2 separate regions of the Canis lupus genome follow, and region 2 is linked to region 1. Evidence: chromatin contacts called from public Hi-C data. All regions are on one chromosome and are shown on one strand. Each heading gives the region's core, a stretch centred on a gene start, on an enhancer-like site or on the middle of the called end of the contact. The rest is flanking DNA. Distances are from core to core; before and after follow the strand shown. Region 1 has its middle 6.6 kb from the start of ELOVL5. Region 2 has its middle 92 kb from the start of GCLC.

Region 1 (6,795 bases), core at 3,868-6,367:
CTCAGCAATTGAGCGTCTGCCTTTGGCTTGGGGTGCGATCCTGGGGTCTGGGATCAAGTTCCGCATCAGGCTCCCTGCGAGGAGCCTGTTTCTCCCTCTGCCTCTCTCTCTCTCTTTCTCTGTGTATTTCATGAATAAATAAATAAAATATTTTTTAAAAAATGAGACTTGCTTCATTTCAGGATGAAACACTATATGTGCTTAGGAGATATTTGCACAATATAGTGAAACCTATTTTTTGAGGTAAGAAATAAGTCTATGTTTGCCTCTGGACCTTTGAAAGTTGGCTAAAATATAGGACAAGCATAAGCTAGTTTATGCTAAGCATGTCACTACAAAGTCTCTGTTGGCTCCTACTTTCCCCCTCCCCACCCCCCCCCACCCCATGATCTTATTTTTTTCTTCTAATTTGTGTTTTCTGTTATCTTGCTGCCAGGGGTTCCCATTGGTCTGGCTTGTCTTTGTTAGAGGCAGATAGATTAAAGGCAGTTTCCTTTCCTCCCCAGAACAAGGAGTCATTTCTACACTTCCATTGTTACTCAGCTGCTACTCCTCTTCATTGTACTGGGGTTTATCTCTATTCCTGTCCTTGAGTGTTTATCCTGATGGATGTGAACTACTTGAGGGCATTGCCCTTGCCTGGTCTACCATGTTGTTTTCCCAACGGCTAGTAGAACTTCTGGCAAATAGCTGATGCTCATAAATATCTGTTGAATGAATGAACAGCTTGAACTATTTCTGGATACTCTGGCTTTTCTTCTCCACTTCCTTTTATATACTCTTCAGTACTCCATCCAGGAGTGACTGGACAATGAAAGGGGTCTGTGTCCTCAGTCCTCTCTATATACATCTACTTCCTAGGTGCTATTATCACCCTCTTTCATAGCTTTGGATTCTATATATACTCTATTTACCCCCAAATGTATTTCTTCCAAATGTATTTTCCCCTGAAGTCTATGTATTATGTATATAACTGCCTATTTTTTAAAAGATGTGTTTATTTATTCATGAGAGAGAGGCAGAGACACAGGCAGAGGGAGAAACAGGCTCCTTCCCAGGGAGCCTGATGTGGGACTCAGTACTCGCGGGATCACACCTTGAGCTGAAGGCAGATATTCAACCACTGAACCACCCAGGCATCCCTATAACTGCCTATTAAGGACTTCTCCTCTTAGATGTCTAAAAGGCAACTCAAACTGAAAATAATAAAAAATGAATTCTAGATTTTCTCTCATATCCAGGGTCTTCCCCAGCTTTGTAAATGACAGTTCTACTCATTCAGTTTCTCAAGCCAAACATCTTAGAGTTATGTTTAGCTCCTCTCATCCTCTTACACATCCTACATCCTTGCACTAACTAAATTCTGTCTCCTCAATCTTTGAAATATACCCCGATTCTTATTTCGCCACAACTACTGGTTTAAGTTAATACAGCTGTTGCTCAGAATTTTCCAACAGCCCGGACCTCTAGTGCTTTTGTCACCCACAGTCTATTCTCAACCCAGCAGCCCGATTGATACTCTTAAAACCAAAGCCAGATGATGTCACTTGTGTACTTAAACCATCAATCAACCTATCATCTCAGTTAAGAGTAAAAAAACCCTTACAGTCACTTATAAGGTCCTTCATGACTCAGCACCAGTGTCTTCTACAGCTACTTTGTCTTCTACCCACAATCACCTCTTTAGTACTGGACTTGCCTCAGGGCCTTTATACTTACTCTTCCATCAGGCCTAGTATAATCTCACTTAGAAATCTACAAGACTTACACTTTTACTGCATTCTTTATAAATGTCATCGTCTTAGAGAGATCTTAAACTCTAAGTTTGCAACATCTCCCTCCCTGCCTCTCACATTCTGGAACCTTTTTACCCTGCTTACATTTTCTCTTTAGCACTTACCACTATCTGACATACTAAAGATTTACTTTTAATATTAAGGTCGAATTCAACTCTCGGTTCTCAACTTCTTCAAATGCTTAGCTCTGTTAAAAATAAGATTTTAGAACAGGACAGATTCTCAATGTGTCTTTTACTTTGCTGGTTATCAACAGATAACTTTCATAATTGATAAAAATTATGTAATATATTAAAGAGCTGAAGATTTCTAGGGAGCAGACAAAAACAGACAATGACCAAACTTCTGGCTAAAAATTATGTGCAACTGGCAAAGAGTAGCCACATGGTGTCTATTGTTGAGGAGTATATTCTGGTTGAGCTGTTGTGTTCTTCAAATGCTCTTTATGATTTTTGGCAATGCTGAGGTAGCACAGAATATGCTTTGCCTTTATTCCATCATTTATAAAACAAGTCCTCTAATAATTACTCATAAATGATTTAGTCATGCTAGGTCATGTGATATTTTAGTTTATATGCATTATAAAAGGCCTTGCTTTTGTGCACCTGCAATGTTAGACATGCTGTTACATTGCAAAAACTGGTAGTATAATTTCTTTCCACAATCTCAAGTTCATTGTTTGGCAGAAGTGAATGTGGTAGCATCATGAGACTCACCTGAAATTCTATGAGTGTGTTGCAGTTCAGTTGCAAACTATTGTTTGGTATCTGAACACGAAGCACATTTTATTTTTCAAATTTAAGTGTATTCCCTAGGGTTAGGTTCACTAAGTCAATTCTCTTTTAGCTAAATAGCATTACAGTATTGCGTTCTAATCTGAATGATTAAATGACACACTCTATCAGATGTGGGGCTACACTCTCAGATGTATTTCAATAGAATGAACTCAGGTATAAAGCTGAAAAAGCTATTAGATATCCTACATGCATAAAAGTGGGGCAATTTTAGGCTCTTTCAGGTCTAGAAATAAAAAGTACAATAGTATATCATTACTTTTGCATTTTGCTCATCAATAAGATTAACTTCTACATAGTCTCAAACTTTATGTAATCTTTTCTTTTGTCTCTACACCCTTTTTACTTCCTTAAATGTGACCTAGAACAGAATGTTTCTTTCCTATTCTCCCCATAATTGAAGCACTCCATGCAGGCCTTTAAAAAAATCACTTATTAATATTATAATTATTTGCTTATACCTCTCTTCCCCAACTCAAGGCTGGAAAATGTGTCATGTGTCATCTTTTTCCTCTAGCTTTATGCTATGCCAGATATTTAGCAGGCATTCAATAAATGTTCACTGAACTAGACTCTCAAAAGACCATTTACTTTCTTCATGATAAATACAGCAATAAGACAGCAAACTGTTTCATGATACGCAAGAAAGATTTTTGAGGCCCCAAATTCATTTCATCAGCTTAATGTGCTCTGATAGTATGATTAGCAGCTTCTGAAAGTGCTCCCAGTGATCCCTGGCACCTGATCTTTATGCCCATGAGTTGGACTCAGTAACTTGCTCCTAACAGAAAGAACAAGGCAACAATAATGGAATGATTTTCCAGGATAAGGTTGAGAAAGAATTGACTACTATCTTACTAGCACTCTCCATTGCAAACTTGTTGAAGCAAGGTGCCATGTTGGAGATGCTCACAAAACAAGAAACTAAGTATGGCCTCTGGCCAACAGATAACTAGGAACTGAGGTCCTCAGTGTGATAGCCCACAAGGAACTGAATCTTGCCAATGACCACATCAGTGAACTAGCAAGTGCCTTCTTCCTTAGCAAAGCCTTAAGATGACCCCAGGCCCAGTTAATTTTAATTGTAGACTGTGAGAAACCCCAAAACATAAAACCCAGCTAAATGAGCAATTCCCCAATTCTTCACCTGCAGAAACTTTGAGAGAAAAACTGTCATTCTAAGCTACTGTTTGGGGGTCATTTGTTATAAAGCAATAGATAACTAATACAGATAAAATCAATAATTTTACTTTTAAAAACAGAATCAGAGACAGAATAATTGAAGTTTATTTACTTGTTGGAACAATCAAGATATGCCTAATATTTTGATAACTATGTCAATATTTTAGTTCTAAGAATTTGCCTTTCCCAGTATGGTTTTCTCATATCACAAGAAAACATTTACACATATGGGAGTAGGTTGCCAAATTTCAAAAGGAGGAGGTAGAGATCAAGGCAGGCCACTCTGTAAACAAAGCAAGGCATACTGCTCCATGGAATGAGGGCTGAGAAAGGACCTACATTCTCAGCCCAACATCAATAAACGTTTTTCAACTCAGAGGGTTAGTCAAGTGCTTCAAATTTTCATTTCATTTATTGCTTTGAATCAAGGCATTGCCAGTTGGTTACTAATAAAACACAAACCGGAAAATAGACACAAACACTATGTAAAAAGAAGAATACACTGTACTTTCATTTACTAATAGGTAGGCCGAATTAGTTTATTGGATCAATTAAGTTCAGAAAGCATGAAAGCCTGGAAAGTTTCGTTGTGGTGAAGAGAAATTCCCAAACACCAGGGATAAAGGGTGCCATAGTGGATGTACAGGACAAGCATAAAAATACAAAATTAATATTTCAGGAAACACAAATGCTCATTTCACTTTTTAAATTTTCCTGGGCACCTTAGCAGCATATCTGGAAATAAGTGGATACGGGGTATATATTTTCTGAGTATTTTGGGGGGACCTGGTATGTGCCAGGAATTGAGAGAATAAAACTATAACACTTGGTAAAAAGTCACATATCTTAAGAAGTGCAAAAAAAGTGCTATGAAAATTCAAATGTTGCAGAGGATGAGAAAAGGGAATCGAACCCCTTGCAGAGGCTATACTCTCTCCTTAAAACTGCTCACCTCCCCCTTTTCCAGGTCTCAACTTACAAGTCACCTTTTCAGATGCGCCTTTCCTATTATCTTGGGTAAAAAAATCAGTCGTCTTTGCATTTCTCCTTCTTCAACTACAACCCTAATCCTTAGTTCACAGCACATTGCATAATCTGTAATTGTTTTGGTTGCTTATTTTTATCCCCACCTGCCCTAATGAAGCTTTTACCCTTCAGGATGTTAGAAACAAGTCTATCTTGCCCCCTGAGGTGTGCCGGGCATAAAGTAGGCACACAATAGTATCTGCTGAAGGACCCAATGTGAACTATGAAGTCAAATAAGGGACTGGTATAGGAACAGGAAAAAAAAAAAAAAAAGCTGCCTTTCCAGACAGGGATGTCCAGACACGGAATCCAATCACAGCTCTTACTCCGACGAGCAAGGCCCTGCTTGCACAGCGCGCTCAGAGAAGCCAGGAGGGATTCTCGGGGCGCGGGGACGCCCCTCGCCGGGGGCCTGAGAGCAGGCGCGGCTTCTCCCTCCCCTCCCCTGCCCCTCCCCCCGCACCTGCACCCCCGCCCCCACCCCCGGTCTGCATCGCAGCCCCTCTGGGGCCCCTATCACTTCCGGGCCCCCACAGGCGCGCCCAGCCCGGGGACCAGAGCCCGCCCACCGGGCCCCCCTCCTCCTCTCGCCCGGCGCGGGGACCGTTGGGCGCCCGCCGCACAGGGCGGTGCCGCCGCCGCCCCTGCGCCCCTCTGCGGCTCGCCCCCGCCCGGCGCCCTCCGCCCTCCGCCCTCCGCCCTCCGCGTCCCCGCCCCGCTCCCCCGTCGCGGTCACCCCATTCATCCCGCGGCCGCACCCGCCAATCACCGCGCACCGCCGGCGCCGCATCTGGCGATGGGGCGGGGCCTCCCGCGGCGGGCGCGCGCTCCTTCCCCGCCCGAGGCTCGCGCGCCGGCGGGGTCATTCCCGGGCATTGACCGGCCTCGGCCCGGCGCTGACCCGGCGGGGGACCCGGGGGGAGGGGGTGGCGCTGAGCCTGGGGCGGGCAGCTGGGCGGCCGGGACCGCGGAGGGAGGCCGGCGGCCGGGGGAAGGCTGCGGGCGGTGCTGCCTCCGGGGTCCGCGCGCTGCGCCGTCCCGCCCGGAGCATCCCGCCCGGAGCATCCCGCCCGGCGACTGCGGCGTCCCGGGTCTCCGAGGCGCGCGACCCGGGGCAGCTGCCGGGGGTGGGAGAAAACGGCGAGGAAACGTGTCGGCGGGCGGCCCAGCCCAACGCCGGGGCCCGGGGAAAAGCCTCGAGAGAAGCTTTCAATTATTTATTTTATTTTATTTTATTTTATTTTATTTTATTTATTTTATTTTATTTTATTTTATTTTATTTTATTTTATTTTATTTTATTTTTTTATTTTATTTTATTTTTTTATTTTATTTTATTTTATTTATTTTGCTTTCAATTATTTTAGTCTCCCGCCCCCCCCCCCCCGTGAATTAGCCCTCTGCTCTGGAGTTTGCTAATGTGTCACCACTGCAGAGAGGGAGGTATTACAAAAGGCTGAGGTTTAAAATTTAAATGTGAGGTTGCATTAACATTTTTAAAATTTGAGCTTTAAGTTATATTTGCTTGTGGCAGCCTCATAAACTGTGATGTTGAAAATACTTCTTTTGGAATATTTCATAAATGGGCTCCCCCCCTCCTCCCCGCCGCTGTCTGATTTATCTTCCATAGTGTCTTATTTCCCCAGGAAGGATAAGAGGAAACCTAGTTGGCTTTTCTGTTGGTGGGAAAAGTCACTCTTTCACTCCCCACTCTCCACCCTGTCCCCAAAACACTTAAAGGCACAGAAAGCACTTTGATCACAAACTGCTGCTAGATGTTTTCACTTCTCGTTTAATTCTCTCTCTCTCTAAAAGGTTTTATTTATTTATTCATGAGACACACAGAGTCAGAGAAGCAGAAGATCCAGGCAGAGGAGAAGCAGGCTCCCTGCAAGGAGTCCGATGTGGGACTTGATTCGGGATCCTGGGATCAGGCCCTGGGCCAAAGGCAGACGCCCAACCGCTGAGCCACCCGGGCGTCCCTCATCCCTCATTTAAT
Region 2 (6,735 bases), core at 4,227-6,726, 140 kb after region 1:
TAGTTTCAGGTGTACAATATAGTGATTCAGTAATTCTATGCATTACTCAGTGCTCATCATGATAAGCATGCTCTTTAATCCTCATGACCTATTTCACCCATTCCCTCCTCCTCCCCTCTTCCCCTCTAGTAAGCATCAGTTTGTTCTCTAGAGTTAACAGTCTGTTTCTTAGTTGTCTTTCTCTCTCTCTCTTTTTTTCCCTTTTGTTCATTCATTTTGTTTCTTATTCTACATATGAGTGAAATCATATAATATTTATCTTTCTCTTATTTAACTTAGCATTATAGTCTCTGGCTCCATCCATGTCACTGCAAATGGCAAGATTCATTCTTTTTATGAATAGATAAATTCATCATAAAAATTATGGCTGAATAATATTCCATTACACACACACACACACACACACACACATCTTCTTTATCCATTTATTAATTGATGAACATTTGGGCTGCTTCCATAATTTGGCTATTGGAAATAATCGCTGCAATAAACATAGGGATGCATATATTTTTCTGAATTAGTGTTTTTGTATTCTTTGGGTAAATACCTAGTAGTGTAATTGCTGGGTTATAAGGTAGTTCTATTTTTAACTCTTTATGGAACTTCCATACTGTTTTCCAGAGTGACTGCCTCAGTTTGTTTTTCTACCAATAGTGCATGAGGGTTCCTTTTCCTCCACATCCTCATCAGGATTTGTTGTTTCTTATGTTTTTGGTTTTAGCTATTCTGACAGTTGTGAGGTGATAATATCATTGTGGTTTTGATTTGCATTTCCCTGATGATGAGTGATATAGAGCATCTTTTCATGTGTCTATCAGCCACCATCTTGTATGTCTTCTTTGGAGAAAAGTCTGTTTATGTCTTCTGCCCATTTTTAATTGGATTATTTGTTTCTTGGATGTTGAGTTGTATCAGTTCCTTATATATTTTGGATAATAACCCTTTATCAGATATGTCATTTAGAGATATCTTCTCCCATTCTGTCGGTTGTCTTTTGGTTTTGTTGATTGTTTCCTTCACTGTTTCAAATCTTTTTATTTTGATGTAGTCCCAATGGTTTATTTTTGCTTTTACTTCTCTTGCCACAGGATATATATCTAGAAAGATATTGCTACAGCCAATGTCAAAGAAATTATTGCCTATGCTGTTTCAAGTCTCACATTTAGGTCCCTGATCCATTTTGAGTTTATTTTTGTGTATGGTATAAGAAAGTGGTCCAGTTTCTTTCTTTTACAGATGGTTGTACAGTTTTTCCAACACCATTTGTTGAAGAGACTGTCTTTCCCATTGCATATTTTTGCCTCTTTTGTTAAAGATTAATTGACCACATAAACATGAGTTTGTTTTGAGGCTCTCTATCCTGTTCCATTGATCTATGTGTCTAGTTTTGTACTAGTACCACACTATTTTGATTACAGCTTTGTAGTATAGCTCAAAATCTGGAATTGTGATACCTCCAGTTTTGTTTTTCTTTTTCAAGATTGCTTTAGCTATACAGAGTCTTTTGTAGTTCCATACACATTCCAGTATTTTTTGTGTTATTTCTGTGAAAAATGCTATTGGTATTTTGATAGGGATTACATTAAATCTGTAGATTGCTTTGGGTAGTTTGGACATTTTAACAATATTTTTTCTTTTGATCCATGTGCATAGAATGTCTTTCCATTTGTATTATCTTCAGTTTCTTTCATCAGTGTCTTACAGTCTTCAGAGTGTCTTTCAACCCCTTGGTTGAAACTTAACCCCTTGGTTAAGTTTATTCTTAGGTTTTTTTTATTATTTTTGGCACAACTGTACATGGGATTGCTTTCTTTTTCTTTCTTTCTCTTTTTTAAGTCTTTTATTTATTTATCTGAGAGAGAGAGCAAGAGCACAAGTTTGGGGGAGGGGCAGAAGGAGAGGGAGAAATGGGCTCCTTGCCAAGTAGGGAGCCCAATGCGGGGCTCAATCCTAGGACCCTGGGATAATGACCTGCCCCAAAGGCAGATGCTTAACTGAGCCACCCAGGTGCTCCTGGGATTGCTTTCTTAATTTCTCTTCTGTGGCTTCATTACTAGTGTATATAAATGCAACAAATTTCTGTACATTGACTTTGTATCCTGTGACCCTACTGAATTCATTTATTAGCCGTAATAGTTTTTGGCAGAGTCTTTCAAGTTTTCTGTATAGAGTATCATGTCATCTGGAAATAGTGAAAGTTTTACTTCTTCCTTACCATTTAGATGACTTTATTCTTTTTCTTTGTCTGATTGTTGTAGCTAGGACTTCTAGTATTACATTGAATAAAAGTGGTGAGAGTGGATATCCTTGTCTTTTCTGACCTTAGGGGAAAAGCTCTCAATTTTTCACCATTGAGTATGATGTTACCTGTGGGTTTGTCATATATGGCCTTTATTATGTTAAGATATGTTTCCTCTACACCTTTGTAGGGTTTTTATTTTCATAAAACCTTTGTTGAGGGTTTTTATCATGATTGGATATTGTACTTTGTCAAATGCTTTTTCTGCATCTATTGAAATTATCATGTGATTCTTATCCTTTTATTAATGTAGTGTATCACATTGATCGATTTGTGAATACTGAACCACCCTTTGCAACCCAGGAATGTATCCTACTTGATTGTAGAGAACAATTTTTTAATGTATTGTTGCATTCTTTTGATAATATTTTATTGAAGATTTTTGAATGTATGATCATTAGAGATATTGGCCCATAGTTCTCTCTCTCTCTCTCTTTTTTAGTGTCTTTATCTAGTTTTAGTATCAAGGTAATGCAGGCCTCATGGAATTAATTTGGACATTTTCCTTCCTTTTCTATCATTTATAAGAATTTGAGAAGAGTAGATATTAACTCTTCTTTAAACATTTGCTAGAATTCACCTGTGAAGTGATCTGGTCCTGGACTTTTGTTTGTTGGAAGTTTTTTGATTACCAATTCAACTTCTTTGCTAGTAATCAGTCTGCTCAAATTTTCTTTTTCTTTCTAACTCAGTTTTGATGGGTTAAATATTTCTAGGAAATTGTCTGTTTCTTCTTGGTTGTCCAATTTGCTGGGATATAATTTTTCATAATATTCACTTATACTTCCTTGTGCTTATGTGTTGTTGGTTTTTATTTTTCCTGTTTCTCTTTTGTATGTTTGAGTCCTCTCTTTTTTTGATGAATCTGGCTAAAGGTCTATCAATTTTGTTGCTCTTTTCAAAGAACCAGTGCCTGGTTTCATTAATCTCTTCTGTTGTTTTTTTTTTTTTTACTTTCTATTTTGTTTATTTCTGCTCTAATATTTATTATTTCTTCCCTTCTACTGGTTTTTGGTTTTGTTTCTTCTTTTTCTAGTTACTTTAGGTGGAAGGTTAGGTTGTTTATTTGAGATTTTTCTTATGTCTTGAGGTAGGCCTGTGTTGCTATAAACTTTCTTCTTTGAGCCATTTTTGCTGCATCCCAAAGACATTGGTGTCTTCATTTTATCTTCATGTATTTTTTTATTTCCTCTTTAATTTCTTGGTTGACCCATTCATTATTTAGTAACATGTTATTCAACCTCTATGCATTTTTGCTCTTTACACATCTTTTTTCCCTTGTGGTTGATTTCTAGTTTCATAGCATTGTGGTCAGAAAAGATCCATGGAATGACCTCAATCGTTTTACTTTGTTGATATTTGTTTGTGACCTAACATGTGATCTATTGTAAAGGATGTTTCATGTGCACTTAAAAAGAATGTATATTATCTGTTGTTTTAGGATGGAATATTATGAATATATTCATTGAATCCACTATTCCAGTGTGTCATTCAAAGCCACTAATTTTCTTGTTCATTTTCTGTTTGGATGATTGCTCCATTGATGTGAGTGGGCTGTTAAAGTCCCCTACTATTATTGTATTACTATCAATGATTTCTTTTATATTTGTTGTTAACTGCTTTAAGTATTTGGGTGCTCCCATGTTGGATAGATAAATATTTTCAATTGTTATATCTTCTTGTTGGATTCTCCCTGTTATTATTATATAGTGTACTTCCTTGTCTCTTATTATAGTCTTTTTAAGTCCACTTTGTCCAATATAAGTGTTGCTATTGTGGCTTTCTTTTCACATCCATTTGCATGATAAATGCTTCTCCATCCCTTCGCTTTCAATCTACATGTGTCCTTAGATCTGAAGTAAGTCTCTTATAGTCACTATATAGATGGGCCTTGTTTTGTTTTGGTTTTTGTTTTGGTTTTCTAAATCTGTTCTGTCATCTCTGTGCCTCCTGAATCTGGATATCTGTTTCTTCTCCAGATCTGGGACGTTTTCAGCTATGATTTCTTCAGGTAATTTTTCTGCCCCTTCTTGGAGCTCCATAGTGCAAATGTTATTACACTTAATGGAGTCACTGAGTTCCCTAAGTTTATCCTCAGTTTGCATATTTTTTTTCTCTCATCTGCCCAGCTCGATTACTTTCCATTACTTGTTCTCTAGGTCACTGATTCATTCTTCTGCTTCACCTAACCTACTATGTAGTTGATCTAGTTTAATTTTTCATTTCATTTATTGTGTTCATCTAACTGATTCTTTTTCATTTCATTGTTAAGGGTCTCACTGATGTCCACCATGCTTTCCTCAAGTTCAGTGAGTACCTTTATGACCATTTCTTTAAATTCTCTATCAGGCATATTGTTTATCTCCATTTTGCTTAGATCTCCTGCTGTGATTTTTGTCCTGTTTTTAATTTGGGACATATTCTTCTGCCTCCTCATTTTGTCTAACTCCGTTTCTGTGTGTTAGGAAAGACAGCTATGCCTCCTGCACTTGAAAATGATGGCTTATGAAGAAGAAGGTCCTGAGTACCCTGTCATGAAGTGTCCCCTGTTCACCAGCCTGGTGCTTGATGGTTATCTTCTACATGTGATGAATGTACCCTGCTATTGTGGCTGAGCCAATTTTTCTTTTAGTCCAGTCATCAGCAATGAATCTCTTTGCCCGTCGTGGGCAGTGTGAGTCCCTGTGGTGTAAGTAGGGCCAGTCTGGGGATGCCTTGGGTTTGAGTTGAGTCAGACCCAGTATTTGCCACATTTGCAGTAGCTCCAAACTCCAGGGTGCTTTCTTTGTGTTGTCCCCTGAGAAGCTTTCATTGGTAGATGGAGCTTGCAGTCAGATCAGTCGTCTGCCTCCAGCTCCCCACTGAGGCATCCATCTGACTGGGGCATGTGGTTATCTTTCTCTCTATCCAGGGCAGGAGACACTTTGGAGGGGTGCTTGCACACTTCCAGGCCTGTGGCACTGCTCTGTATGGCCTCTGGCCAAAGGCATATTGGTGAGGGTGGATCTGCCAAAGCACAGTGCAAGGTGGGGGCCATAGAGTTGGCCATGCTAGCAAGTTTTGTGCCCCCAGCCCAATCCTCTGCTGGAGGGGCCCTGCAGTGTTAGGACTGAAGCAGCCTGCCAGACTCTGTGGAAACACAGCACGGGCAACAGTGAGGTCATAGTATTAGCAAGTTTTGTGGCCCCACACCACATCCTCTGTCAGTTAGGCTGTATGGAGGTGTGGATTGGTAGAAGCACAACATGGGCAACAGTGCTGGCAAGTAGGTAGGAAGTCCTGCAGGTGGTCATGTGTTTACACTGGGGGGTGGAGGGGGAAAATGTTCCCTGCCAGTTCCTTTGTTCTAACAGGAGTTCACCAGTGGTTTTTGTCCCTCTGAGACATGTTCTGAGTTGAGTAAATAAGTCTTCCTCCCTAATATACCAGGGATCTTTCAAACTGCTGCTTCTATGCTTCATCTTCATGGGCCATTCATTGTGCTGTCTCTTTAAGGGTAGCGACTCCATTTCCTCTCACCCTCCTGGTTCACTCAGAGACAAGACCACTGTTTTTTTTGTTTGTTTGTTTGTTTTTTAATTCCGGGTTTTAAGTTCTGCTACTTGAAAGAACTCACAAAATTCAGCCCCGCTGGTTTTCAAAGCCAAATGTTGTGGGAATTTGTCTTCCCTGTGCAAGGCTCTCCAGTGATAGTCTGTTTCTCTCCTCTCTCCATGCCTATGGGTTCCCTCACAACTGTGGACAGTCCAATGAGTCCATATGGTTCCAACCATGTCTCTGTCCTCCTTCCCCTCTTTGATGTGGCCTCTTTTTTACATTTAGTTGAGGAGTTTGTTCTCCAGTCTCTAGATTGTTTTCTGGGTTATTTACACGTATGTGAGTGTTATCTAGTTGCATCCATGGGATAAGGTGAGCCGAAGAGTCTTCCTATTCCATCATCTTCCCTGGAAGTCAAGGCTTCTGAGGGAACTGCTCTGACTTTCATGTCTGTTACCAGCATTCATCTCTTCATCACTCATGATTACTCATCTGGGAGACACACAGGTTGCTGTGCCCTGAAAAAGTCACTTATGATGTCTGTAGGTGGTCACCAAACTTGCCACATACTTGCTCTCAGCTCACACCATCTCTGTGCCAAATCCTTGGGTTGCACAGAAGAATGGGATCAGGAAGGTAATTTTTTGAGAGAAAAAGCACTGAGTTAACCGAAGTTACTAAGAGAAGTCACTCTTTTCTTTTTATTTGAATAATCATTCGTATACTTTATATAACTTTCCCATCTGTGTGTACCTTTCAAACAAATGAGGCAGCCCTCTCTTACTACAGTGTTTTTATTTCCCTTAATGGAGTTTTTTCTTATTTCTTCAATCCTAAAATCTCCCCTTTCAAGTCTGTTTTTTCTGCTGTTTCACATCTTCATGCACCTCGGAGAAAGA

The links. A called contact is a pair of places that touch in the nucleus more often than the background predicts.
Region 2: a Hi-C map of liver shows a contact between it and region 1, with 2.1 times the contacts expected there. The contact joins two enhancer-like sites. A contact is called at or near these places in 2 of 9 Hi-C or Micro-C datasets (blood and liver).

Annotation. Positions count from the first base shown.
Region 1 is chr12:21,059,139-21,065,933 of UU_Cfam_GSD_1.0, forward strand. No RefSeq gene overlaps it. Among named protein-coding and RNA genes, the nearest start is that of ELOVL5, 6.6 kb to the left of the region's middle. Within about 2 kb of position 5,118, at least 14 of the 20 cell types and tissues checked have an H3K27ac peak or open chromatin away from gene starts, as enhancers often do. A contact at or near this core is called in liver, where this site is marked.
Region 2 is chr12:21,196,550-21,203,284 of UU_Cfam_GSD_1.0, forward strand. No RefSeq gene overlaps it. Among named protein-coding and RNA genes, the nearest start is that of GCLC, 92 kb to the right of the region's middle. Within about 2 kb of position 5,477, at least 4 of the 20 cell types and tissues checked have an H3K27ac peak or open chromatin away from gene starts, as enhancers often do. A contact at or near this core is called in liver, where this site is marked.